Regions from separate parts of the Mus musculus genome. Here region 1 is linked to region 2. Evidence: chromatin contacts called from public Hi-C data. All regions are on one chromosome and are shown on one strand. The core of a region is the stretch at or near the end of the contact, and the rest is flanking DNA. Distances in the headings are between cores, read along the strand shown. Region 1 holds the start of Gm22367 (a small nucleolar RNA gene). Region 2 holds the start of Fam13a (family with sequence similarity 13, member A).

Region 1 (5,110 bases), core at 2,604-5,103, 78 kb after region 2:
ACTTTTTCTGAGTGAACACATGATGAGGCCTTATCACATATTTTGGGATTAAATGATTTTTTTTTCTTTGTGCTGCAAGAACAATAATGTGTAGTTGAGATTTTACTTAATCAATACAATTTTATACATTAGATTATTGTATCATATCTGTAATAGTCATTATTTTAAGATACACAAATATTTTCTACTAATATTCTCTTTTCTAATGATAATCTCTTGCTTTTATGAGTATGGAGAGACTCCATGAAATTATTTCTGTTTTACATTTATTTATTATGGGGGTATGGATGTGTAGATGTTTAGCCATTGCTGGCCCACTTATTTCTATTTTGAAGAAGAAAAATTAGAATTGGATACTTCAGCTTTCCTAGGAAGGAAAATGCATTTGTTGTACTTCAGCATGCTTGGTAGTAGTATAAAAACTCATTTATCTCAGTAAGTTTCCTCTGAGTAAAGGAATCACACTAAAGCAGAAATAAAATCATTTCCTAAGGAGTGGAAGTAAACTTTGCATAGTGACAAGAGTGTGTGTCCTGAATTTTTTTCTTTTTGAGTAGAACTTTCTTAGTAGAACTTAGAAAATTTAGTAGATTCAATTTTCTGAATAGAACGTGTTCTTCTTCTATATAACCCCATTAAAACACAAAACCCCTGTCCCTAGAGGCATTGTCCGTGTGTCAGCTACAACACCTGTGCATCAGTAGGTGGCAGAGAGGAGAGAGGCTCTGTCTATTCTCAGTTTTCTAACCTGTGAACATCTGAATGAGAAGTTCCTTAACATTCCTCAAAAAATGTGAGCCTAAGACAACAACCAGACTTGTGCTATGGGGCCTAGACAGGGAGCTAGCCTAAGATGATCACCAGTCAAGTGCCATGTAGGCTTGGGGGAGAAAGTGGACAGACCAGGCCCAAGGTGACCCCTGCCTAGTGCCATTATTCATGAGCAAGGCATAGCACTCCTGAGACCACTCCTGAGATGACTTCAGGCACTTAAAGGTCCTGGGCACCACTATGAGGAGCAAGCAAGTGGTGGATAAATGGAAGAGAAAGAGAAACAGAAAGATGAAACAGAAAAACAGCACAATGAAGAGAGGAGGAACTGGATACTAGAGGATAGTGAGGAACAGCTTGATGTAAGTAGCTAAAGATGCCACCTGGGACTATGGTGGGGTCCTGGCCTGTGCTGCCACTGGGGACCACATCTGTGTCTGTGCCCTAAAGTAACAGGGATCCATTACAAGTAATGATCAGTCAGATGTCTCTGGTCTGAGCTGATGCTCAGGGATGTGTTAATGTCTGAGGGCTGTGTGGAACTGGCCCTATCCTTCACCTGGTCATCATGCAGAGAGCAGGAGAGCTGAACTCCTCCCTAACCCCTGTTCCTAGCAGCTGCATTACTTGAGAGAGTGGCTGTGTACTTTGCTTGAGCTGTGCGTGAGCCAGCCTGAGGATACAAGTGTGAGCAAGCTGGACATACCACTTGCCTCCTGTGTCACACTCACCCTTTGCCACCTATGGCAGATGGGAAAGCTGGCCCAAGAATTATGAGAGAAGGAGATGCAATCTTACCTCTTGTCTACCGGGCCATGGTGAGAATGAGGGAGTGGGGTCCTCCTCCCTCTCTCATCCCTCACCATCTATGGCAGGTGGGAGATCCAATCTGGGGTCATAAGAGTGGGAGAACTGGCCATGTTCCTCACCTGCTGCAACACTCAGGAGAGCAGGCTCTGCACCTTACCTGGGCAGCAGGGAGAGATGGCCCTGGTTTCAAGGGTTGCTGGTGAGTCAGCCCCTAGGACATGAGACCTAGAGGATCACACCTCTCAGGCCCAGATCCACAGCTTTGAATTGGCCTATCTACCCAACTGATGAACTGCTGGAGTACATGAAGGAGCTGGTCCCAGAGATCCTAAACGACAGTATCTCCATGATACAGGGCAACAGCAGGATGTAAGAGGAGTCCCAGTGAGGTTCCTATATTGATAGTATAACAGAAGCCAAAAGCCTTGTACAAGACATTGAAATGAACATAAGCAAGCAAAGATGTATGGACAAAAGGGGTTACTGTGTGACCCACTGTGATACTCTACAGCTTTCACAGGAGTTTTTCCCTGTCTCAGGGAAGGTTGCAGGGGTGGAGAATGGGTACAAGGGCAGAGGGAAATGAGTGAGATTGGGGTGCACAATGTGAAATTCACAAGGAGCAAATACTTTTCTTTTTAAATCCCACAAACCCCAAAGTGTGAAATTGGAATAAGTTATGGAGATTGGAGTAAAAGGGAAAAAGAGCCATCCTGAGTGCCTTCAACCATAGGCTACAGAGCCTTGCAGCTCACCTTGGATTTTAAAGATGGTTTTCACATCTCTCTGTTTTTGTATTGCTAAAAGTATGCCCAGAGAATCCTTATAATTAGGGCACTTGATCTTTCTCAAACAAAGGAGACAAGAGCGTCTTCCAGGGGAGAAGAACATTTCCAGAAAGGATTATTTAGGTCAGAAGTCAGTGCTGTGCTGAGGAGCCAGAAGTCTGTTCTTGTTATATGACTACCCTGAAGTTAAGAGCAGAAGGTGATGAAGAAAAGGTAGAGCATCCCTGAACAACTCATCTGTATGCTCCCACGCTATCCTATCAACTTCCTTTTGCAGACAGCTCACCTTCTTGACTGCTGAGAAACCATGAGTTAATTGGTACCATACTGTTCTGTTTATGGTCAGGCTTCTCTAGATATTTCTTCAGATAATTGAGCAAACCACTGAAATGAGTTAATTCCCCAACTTAGGAAAAACAAAAAACAAAAAACAGGCATTTGTTTCCACAAATTAAGTACATAAGTCTTAGTTTCATATTAAAACAATATTTATGAAAACAATATTCCAAGTTACAAGAAAGGTGCACAGATAGATTTTGGGCAGATTTATAACTTTTATTTCACAATAAAGAGGAATGATAATTTTGTGTTTATTTCTCAAGAACGTTTAGCCCCACTTCTGAATAACCATGAACTTAGATTTGTTTTCCAAATGTGATTCTGATCATTCTTCCTTTGAATTTTGATAGAAAAATAGAATAAATATTATGGGCAATAAAGCCAAGGGGAAATGATGGAGTTCTTTCACTTCCTTTGTAACTTTTACCTTGGAGTCTCATTTCTTTCATAAAACCCAGTCATCTAGATTATGGTCTTCCTTTCCCAAGTTTATAGTAAGATTAATCATGATCTTTCAAATGAATTTCAGTCTATATATTTTACAATATAACTAAAATTTGTTGGCATCATGCTCATTTACTTCTAAAGGCAACAGTATATTATTATGATAAAATGTTCCTAAGTTCAAATGCAGTGTATTACAATGCTAAGGCCTGCACTCTAATCACCTCAACATCACATGCTTCATCTCTTACACAGCATCTTAACCACTAAGCTGTAAAACTGTAGCATTTTCAAGTCCAAAGGCTCTTTTGTTGCTTGCTTGTTTGTTTAAATCAATAAGTATATCACTTAAAGGTTAAAATCAAGGGATTTGGATTCTGAGTGACATGCCTAACATCACATAGAGACAGGACCAACATTGCTTTTATTTGTGTTGGGTCTGGTCCTGGCACCTGTTGAGAGCAGTATATTCCCAGACTCAGAAAGGCTCAGGGACTCCTTCTGGGATAGACAGCTGCCAAGACTCTCAGCTGCCACTGTTCTCATTACAGCCTTACACTAAGACCTAAGGGCACATTTCTGAAGTCTCCAAACAAGTACATGCTGTAGTGCTATGCTTTCTTTCAGTTACAACAGCTGTTTATGGTAGGCCACTTACTGTAAATAGTGAATGAGTCAATTCCCACTTCAGACTGACTGTGATGGGATAAACTATATCCATCAGGCCACGAAGGAGAACCAAATGATTAAACACACCCAATTTGACAAAAATTGGATAAAATAATTATGATTAGTTTTTGTACCCCCTTTTAAAATTATAGGTAAATAAACACTAGAACATGATAAAAAGAAACAAGGCAACATGTATAAACTGACAACGTGACTATTTCATGCATATAGGATGGTATGGTTAAGGGGAAAGTTTGAACTATAGATATTAGAGAGGGAAGAGACAGTGGCATCTGGGAAGAATCCAGAGCAGAAAGAGAAAGAAGTGGACTGAACACGGACAGCAGACTGGACATGTCCAATAGAGAAACAGGAACAGAGTAAAGAGAGAGGTAGGAACATAGAAAGACAGATCTGATAAGAGCAAGGGAAAGAGGGAGAGAGAGAGACAGAGACAGAGAAAGCGACAAAGAGAGACAGAGACACAGAGATACACAGAGAGAGACAGAGAGAGAGAGACAGAGACATAAAGAAAGATAGACTGACACATATACACACATATGCACACACACACACACAGACAGAGACCTAAAGAAAGATAGACTGACACATACACACACACACACACACACACACACACACACACACACACACATACACACACACACAGAGAGAGACCTTAAGAAAGATAGACAAATGCACACACATATACACACAGAGAGAGAGACAGAGAAAGACCTAAAGAAAGACAGACTTACACACACACACACACACACAGAGAGAGAGAGAGAGAGAGAAAGAGAGAGAGAGAGAGAGAGAGAGAGCAAGCAAGAAAGAGATATTGAGAAAGACAGGGTTATAAGGAGAATGAGTCTCCATGGGGAGGAAATATTGTGAGCTGGAGGGCGTTTGCTTAGGAGAGGAGGTAAAAATGAAAAGAACCACGAATCAGACTTTGAGGTGTGTTACAGATACTGAGGGAGCCTGGAGGCCAGTGTGCACTTTGGTGTGCTAATAGACAACAAAGATAGCCATTCATTCCCTCTGCTTTTTGGAATTTGGGGAAATGGAGTTTTCTTTGGATCCAGTAGCACCCAAAGACAGTCAGTAGGAACAGCTAGCATTTGTTTAAGACTGCCTCTGTTTATATATGTCTATTATTCTTCTTTAGGCACAAGTCAGAATTTCTGTACCACCAGAGCCAGAAGATCTGGATCTGGAAAGCATCTTTCTGAATTCTGTGGGTACTTACACACACACACACACACACACACACATACACACACACA
Region 2 (4,979 bases), core at 1,111-3,610:
AATTTCCTTACTGGCAGGGCAGTAGTGTTTGATCAAGGAGAAAACATTAAACAATGTTGTAAGTTTTGTTTGAACAGGCAAAACTGAAAAGAATACCTCCCATAAGGCCATAATATTAAATATGCTATGTGCCAATGTTAGGCAGCATAGTGTCAGATTACTACATGGACCAGCTGTCAATAGATTTCTACAAGCTATAATCATTAACTAGAATTCACACCAGTATTTTCAATGCACTATTCACCATGAATTGCTTTACTTCTTGTTTAAAGCTAATATTTTACCTATTTATTTCAATTCAGTTTCAAGCACTCTGGCACTGAAACCTTGCACGAGTCTATAAACTCTCTCCTTTGGGAGCTTGAGGATGGGATCCTCAGCAATGGGGATCATTTCTATAACAAACATGGAGAACAACAGCCAAAGACATTGGCCTGAGATCTGAAGAGAGACACCCTGCAAGATCATGAGCGATTCGGCATAAACACTTAGACTCACAAGGGACCTCTGTGCAGAAAGCCTCATCATACACACCTGGCCGTTGTCTTCAAGAAGTGTATAATCAAAAGCAGAAATAAACTGCAAGTGAAGATTGCCAGGGGATCAATCATCCCTGCCATGGGGCTTGGAAGTAAGGGGACATTGAGTGCACAGTGAGCTGGTGAGGAGTGACCAGAGAGACAAAAGTCATGACTCAGCATTCTGCAATGCACACTGAGATTTCTAGTTTCACTATAGCGACCAACAATGTAAAATAGTTTTCAGGAACTCACATGGTCATTTTTGCTCTACATAGCAGGCATTCTATTTTTGTGTAGCTACAACAGGGCTTAGTAATGGCCAATACTTTTTATCTAAAACATGACCTGCTTAGAGATCTTGAGGACCGACATCATTGGAAGGACAAAAGTTCCCAACCTAACAATTAGATATTAAAACTCCAAAAAGTGTACATTAGTTTTGTTCTCTTAGAAATTTCAAGCATGGGGACTTTTCCACCAAATCAATGTAGAATTATAGATTACTCTACACAGCACTTTCTTCTACATTAAGTATCAATTCTCTGATAAGGTACTCTGAACACCACATCAAGTTCCTATTACAGTGGACATGTCAGGACAGCAAAAGAAAAACAACCACACTGGCTCTCACCACAGCCAGCCTGAAGGAATCTCTTTACCAAAAATGATACACTTTTAAAATCATATTTCTGTTGCTAAAGCACAAACAAAATATACATGGGATTGTTTCTTTTCAGTAAATTCATTTCATCTAAGTATTTTCAATAAATTGCCATTACTGTCTGATTTTTGACAATACCATTTTCCATAGAAAACTGTAAATGAAACATATATATGAAGTCAAATGTCACTATCACTAAGTAATTGCAATTCAGATGTAACCATATGATTAGCACAAGTCAGTTTTTAAACTATGAACTGTGACCTTGGGCGGCTCAGACTTTCTGTGGGGACAGGACTCAGTGATTTCTGTAGTGGCTTTAACACACAGCACTCAGCACTCGGGTCTACTTCACCAGCAGTGTGCTTCCTAACAGCCAGGGCTATGTACAGTTAGTTACCTTTATTTATTTCTATAGGACTCAGAGAGACACCCCACCCCCTGCCCCCATCACAGTCCTCAAAAGCAAAGCCAGAACCCTGTGCTCTATCACTCTTACACAGCATTTTTTTTTTCCTTTTTGGTTTTTGTTTTTGTTTTGTTATTTTTTTCCAAGCGTCATTTGGGTAACCAATCTACCTAGAATTATTCAAGGAAAAACATTGTTCTCAACCTTTATTCCGATAACTACAATATACTTGAAGAAAGTCCTTGCCTAGAGAGCAGAGAATCAGATCCATCTATGAGCTCTAACAGCCTGGAGACCCAGGAAGCCCATTCAGTTTGCTTTGCTTCGGTTTGCAGAGGTATTGTCTTAAATACACTTCCCTTAAAAGAAGGTATAGCTGAACCCAATAATCATGAGCAACTACACAAAAGTGTCAGTGAAAGAGAAGTGCGCTATTTAAATGTTTCTATCTGGTCTGAGGAAAGAGCACTGTGCAGAACAGACTGCAAGGTTTGCAGCCTGTTACTAATGATGCCGAGAGCACTGGCCAAGTACGCTGCCCAGAAAATACCAAACAGCATAAGAAGCAGAGAACACTACCTTCGCAGCGGCATGATTTCACAAGCCATCCTCGTGTGCGAATCTGCACGGGATCCCCGAGTGCCTTCCAGTCAAGCCCTGTGTGCAGGACCCGCGGAACACACAACCTGCTGCAGCTGACACTGCCTCTCCACCTCCAGCTGCAGGCAAGGATATTTATCGGCTGCCTCCACATTTACACTGCAGTCCACTTTGACCTTTTGTTCCAGCGAAGCAGCTGAAACCCAGAGCCAATCAGAGGCGGAGCAGTGGAGTGTGAAAGGCTGCTCCTCCTCCTGATCCTCCTCCCGCTTCTCCCGCTCCTCCTTCTGTCCCCACCCCACTTTGCTCTGCTCGCTGCTTAGTGGGCTTGGCAAGCCCCAGCAACCTGAAACTTTCCTCTGAGAGGTTCCAGACAAGTCTGTCAGTCTGTGAAGAGCAACCAATAACTGCAGAGGAGCCCAATCCTGCATGGCTCAAAGTGCAAGAAAAGCCAGCAAGGAAATGCAGTGTCAAGGACAGACAGCGTCCCTTAAGGTCCCGTTTCTTTGAGGCCCAAGTTGGACTGCACCTTGTTTTTTTCTAAAATAAATAAACAAATAAAAACTACCCAAACAGTAGCCAGAGAAAGCTTTTCCAGATTGTTCTAGGCTTTTCCTGACGAAATACCTGAACCCTTGCCCTACCCACAGTTTCTTCCCCAGATACTTATTTACACTAGGTTGTGAGCAGTTCCTGGTGACATCACTCAAGGGGAAGAGGACAAGGTGCCCTAACTGGATTCAGGTCTTCAGGAGATCAAAACATCTACTGGTGTGGCCCTTCTGTTTGTTGTTTTTACATTCTACCCAAAATGTCAACTGCACTTGGAAGAGATTTGTTTCTTATTATATATTCTTATATTTTACAAAACCAATTTTTCCAATAAGATTTTCTAAGTGCTTGTAAATGATCTTTTATTATTTTGTATCTCACATATGTGTGTGTGTGTGTGTGTGTGTGTGTGTGTGTGTTTGCCTGCATCTGCATGGCATGTGTGACTGTTGCCTAAGGGGGCCAGAAGAGGGCATTGAATCCTCTGGAACTAGAGTTACAGATGGCTAAGTGGCCATGCTGGGAACCAAACCTGGGTCCTCCAGAAGAGCAGCCAGTTCTCCAGCCCCTGTAATTTCTTCAGGGCCACTCACTATTTCTAGGGAAGTAATTGTAGTTCACAGGCTTCATACAATGCAAGAAACACATCTTGTACAATTTATTTCATATTATGCAAATTTAATAAGTTCTAACACAGCCTACTTTCGCATTAACCTGATACAAGCTAGAGTTACATAGAAGGAAAGAATCTCAATTGAGAATAGCTTTTAAGACCTTTTTCTTAATTAGTAACTGGACGGGGAGGGCCATTGTGGATGGTGCCACCCTGGGCTGGTGGTCCTGTGTTCTATAACAAATCGAGGTAAGCATGTCACGATGAGCAGGCCAGTAAGCAGCATTGGTCCACAGGTTCTGCATCAGCTCCTGCTTCTAGGTTCCTGCCCTCTTGGAGTTCCTGTCCTGGCTTTTTTAAATCATGAATTTAATGTGCAAGTGTGAGCCAAATAGTGTGTGAGGGCGCGCATGAGCGTGCGCGCGCACACACACACACACACACACACACACACACACACATTTGCTTTCTGGTCATGATGTTTTCATTGCAGTAATAGAAACCCTAACTAAGACATATTGCAAATTAAAATTACCTGTGCTTATAGAAAACATTTACATTTTAGTAAGAGTTTTGATAGTTTATTAAAATAACCTTGGCATGAAGGAATACCTTCTGCAAATAAAAGGCAGAGACACCCACACACAAACACACACACATACAGAGAGAGAGAGTCAAAAATCCTTACGTGTTCACCTTGTAACTATGAACTTTGATCTTAGATTAGAGAGGACATACATTTCCCCCATTTTAACTAGGATAGATTAGTGTAAAGCCTATGACTAGAAAAGCCATTTTCTTTTCCTCTAGTCATACCTTGAAATCTATTAAGGGTTTCTGGTGGGACTAATAAAAAGCATGCCTGATTCTTTTCATTCTCAAAGGCTTAGAGGACTAATCATTTTGCTGCTGTTGTTGTTGTTATTTTATAGTTTCATTGTCAAGAAAAGTGACCTACCCTAGCTGTGTTTTGGTTTTGAATGCATGTATGTAGGTAAACAGAAGCACCAGATGCCCAGCAAAACATTCTTAAAGCTACATCTACAGCCACCCCTAGACATCAGCTAAGGAATCCCAGTCAGAACTATAACACTAGAGTCACTGGTTGAAGATTTCTAGGCAGAACACCCTCTCTGTTCTCTCCACAGATGAGCATCTCATTAGCTGCCTTTACTATTCACATCTCTATGTCACGACATAAGTAACAGCATCCCGTGTTGGAAATAATTTACCCTAAGGACACAATGACTTGACCCTTGAGCTGTGTTGTTTTCTTCTTTTCCTTGTCACAGAGTCAGGGGCCAGTGTGACCCAGGCAGGGGTTTGGGAAGACATTGAGATAAACATGCTTGAATCTGAAATGGGAGCTCCAAGTCCTTTCTTCTAGGCAAGCTTCTCAGTGAGTTTAACCAGCACAGGATACTGTGCCAATGTGGCATACATACAAAAGGCATTTTCTGCTCTGTGAAACTGAACTTACTTGTTATATTGGACAGAAAATTTGCTGCTGGATCTTACCACAATTTGGTTGGAGCAAATGTACCTGTACTCCTTATCAACCTGCATAGAAGTTGTCCAAATGAATCATATCTGCTGGGTCACTCTTTGGGAACAGGAATTGAC

Evidence for each region. A called contact is a pair of places that touch in the nucleus more often than the background predicts.
Region 1: a Hi-C map of myocytes shows a contact between it and region 2, with 2.8 times the contacts expected there. The contact joins the enhancer-like site here to the promoter of Fam13a in region 2. A contact is called at or near these places in 3 of 39 promoter capture datasets (3T3-L1-derived adipocytes, cranial neural crest and liver), 4 of 484 Hi-C or Micro-C datasets (liver, myocytes, nephron progenitors and 1 more), 1 of 115 datasets of contacts at active chromatin or transcription factors (embryonic stem cells) and 2 of 9 other capture datasets (adipose tissue and pancreatic islet).

The regions. Positions count from the first base shown.
Region 1 is chr6:59,098,603-59,103,712 of GRCm38.p6, forward strand. It overlaps Gm22367 (a small nucleolar RNA gene), which reads left to right and starts at 651; the gene lies at 651-782. Within about 2 kb of position 3,854, at least 4 of the 459 cell types and tissues checked have an H3K27ac peak or open chromatin away from gene starts, as enhancers often do. A contact at or near this core is called in myocytes, where this site is marked.
Region 2 is chr6:59,022,142-59,027,120 of GRCm38.p6, forward strand. Fam13a (family with sequence similarity 13, member A) reads right to left here and starts at 2,361. Exons shown (of 18, transcript NM_153574.2): 1 at 2,171-2,361. The coding sequence starts at 2,199. It overlaps Gm52905 (a long non-coding RNA gene), which reads left to right. Exons shown (of 2, transcript XR_003956447.1): 2 at 303-2,769.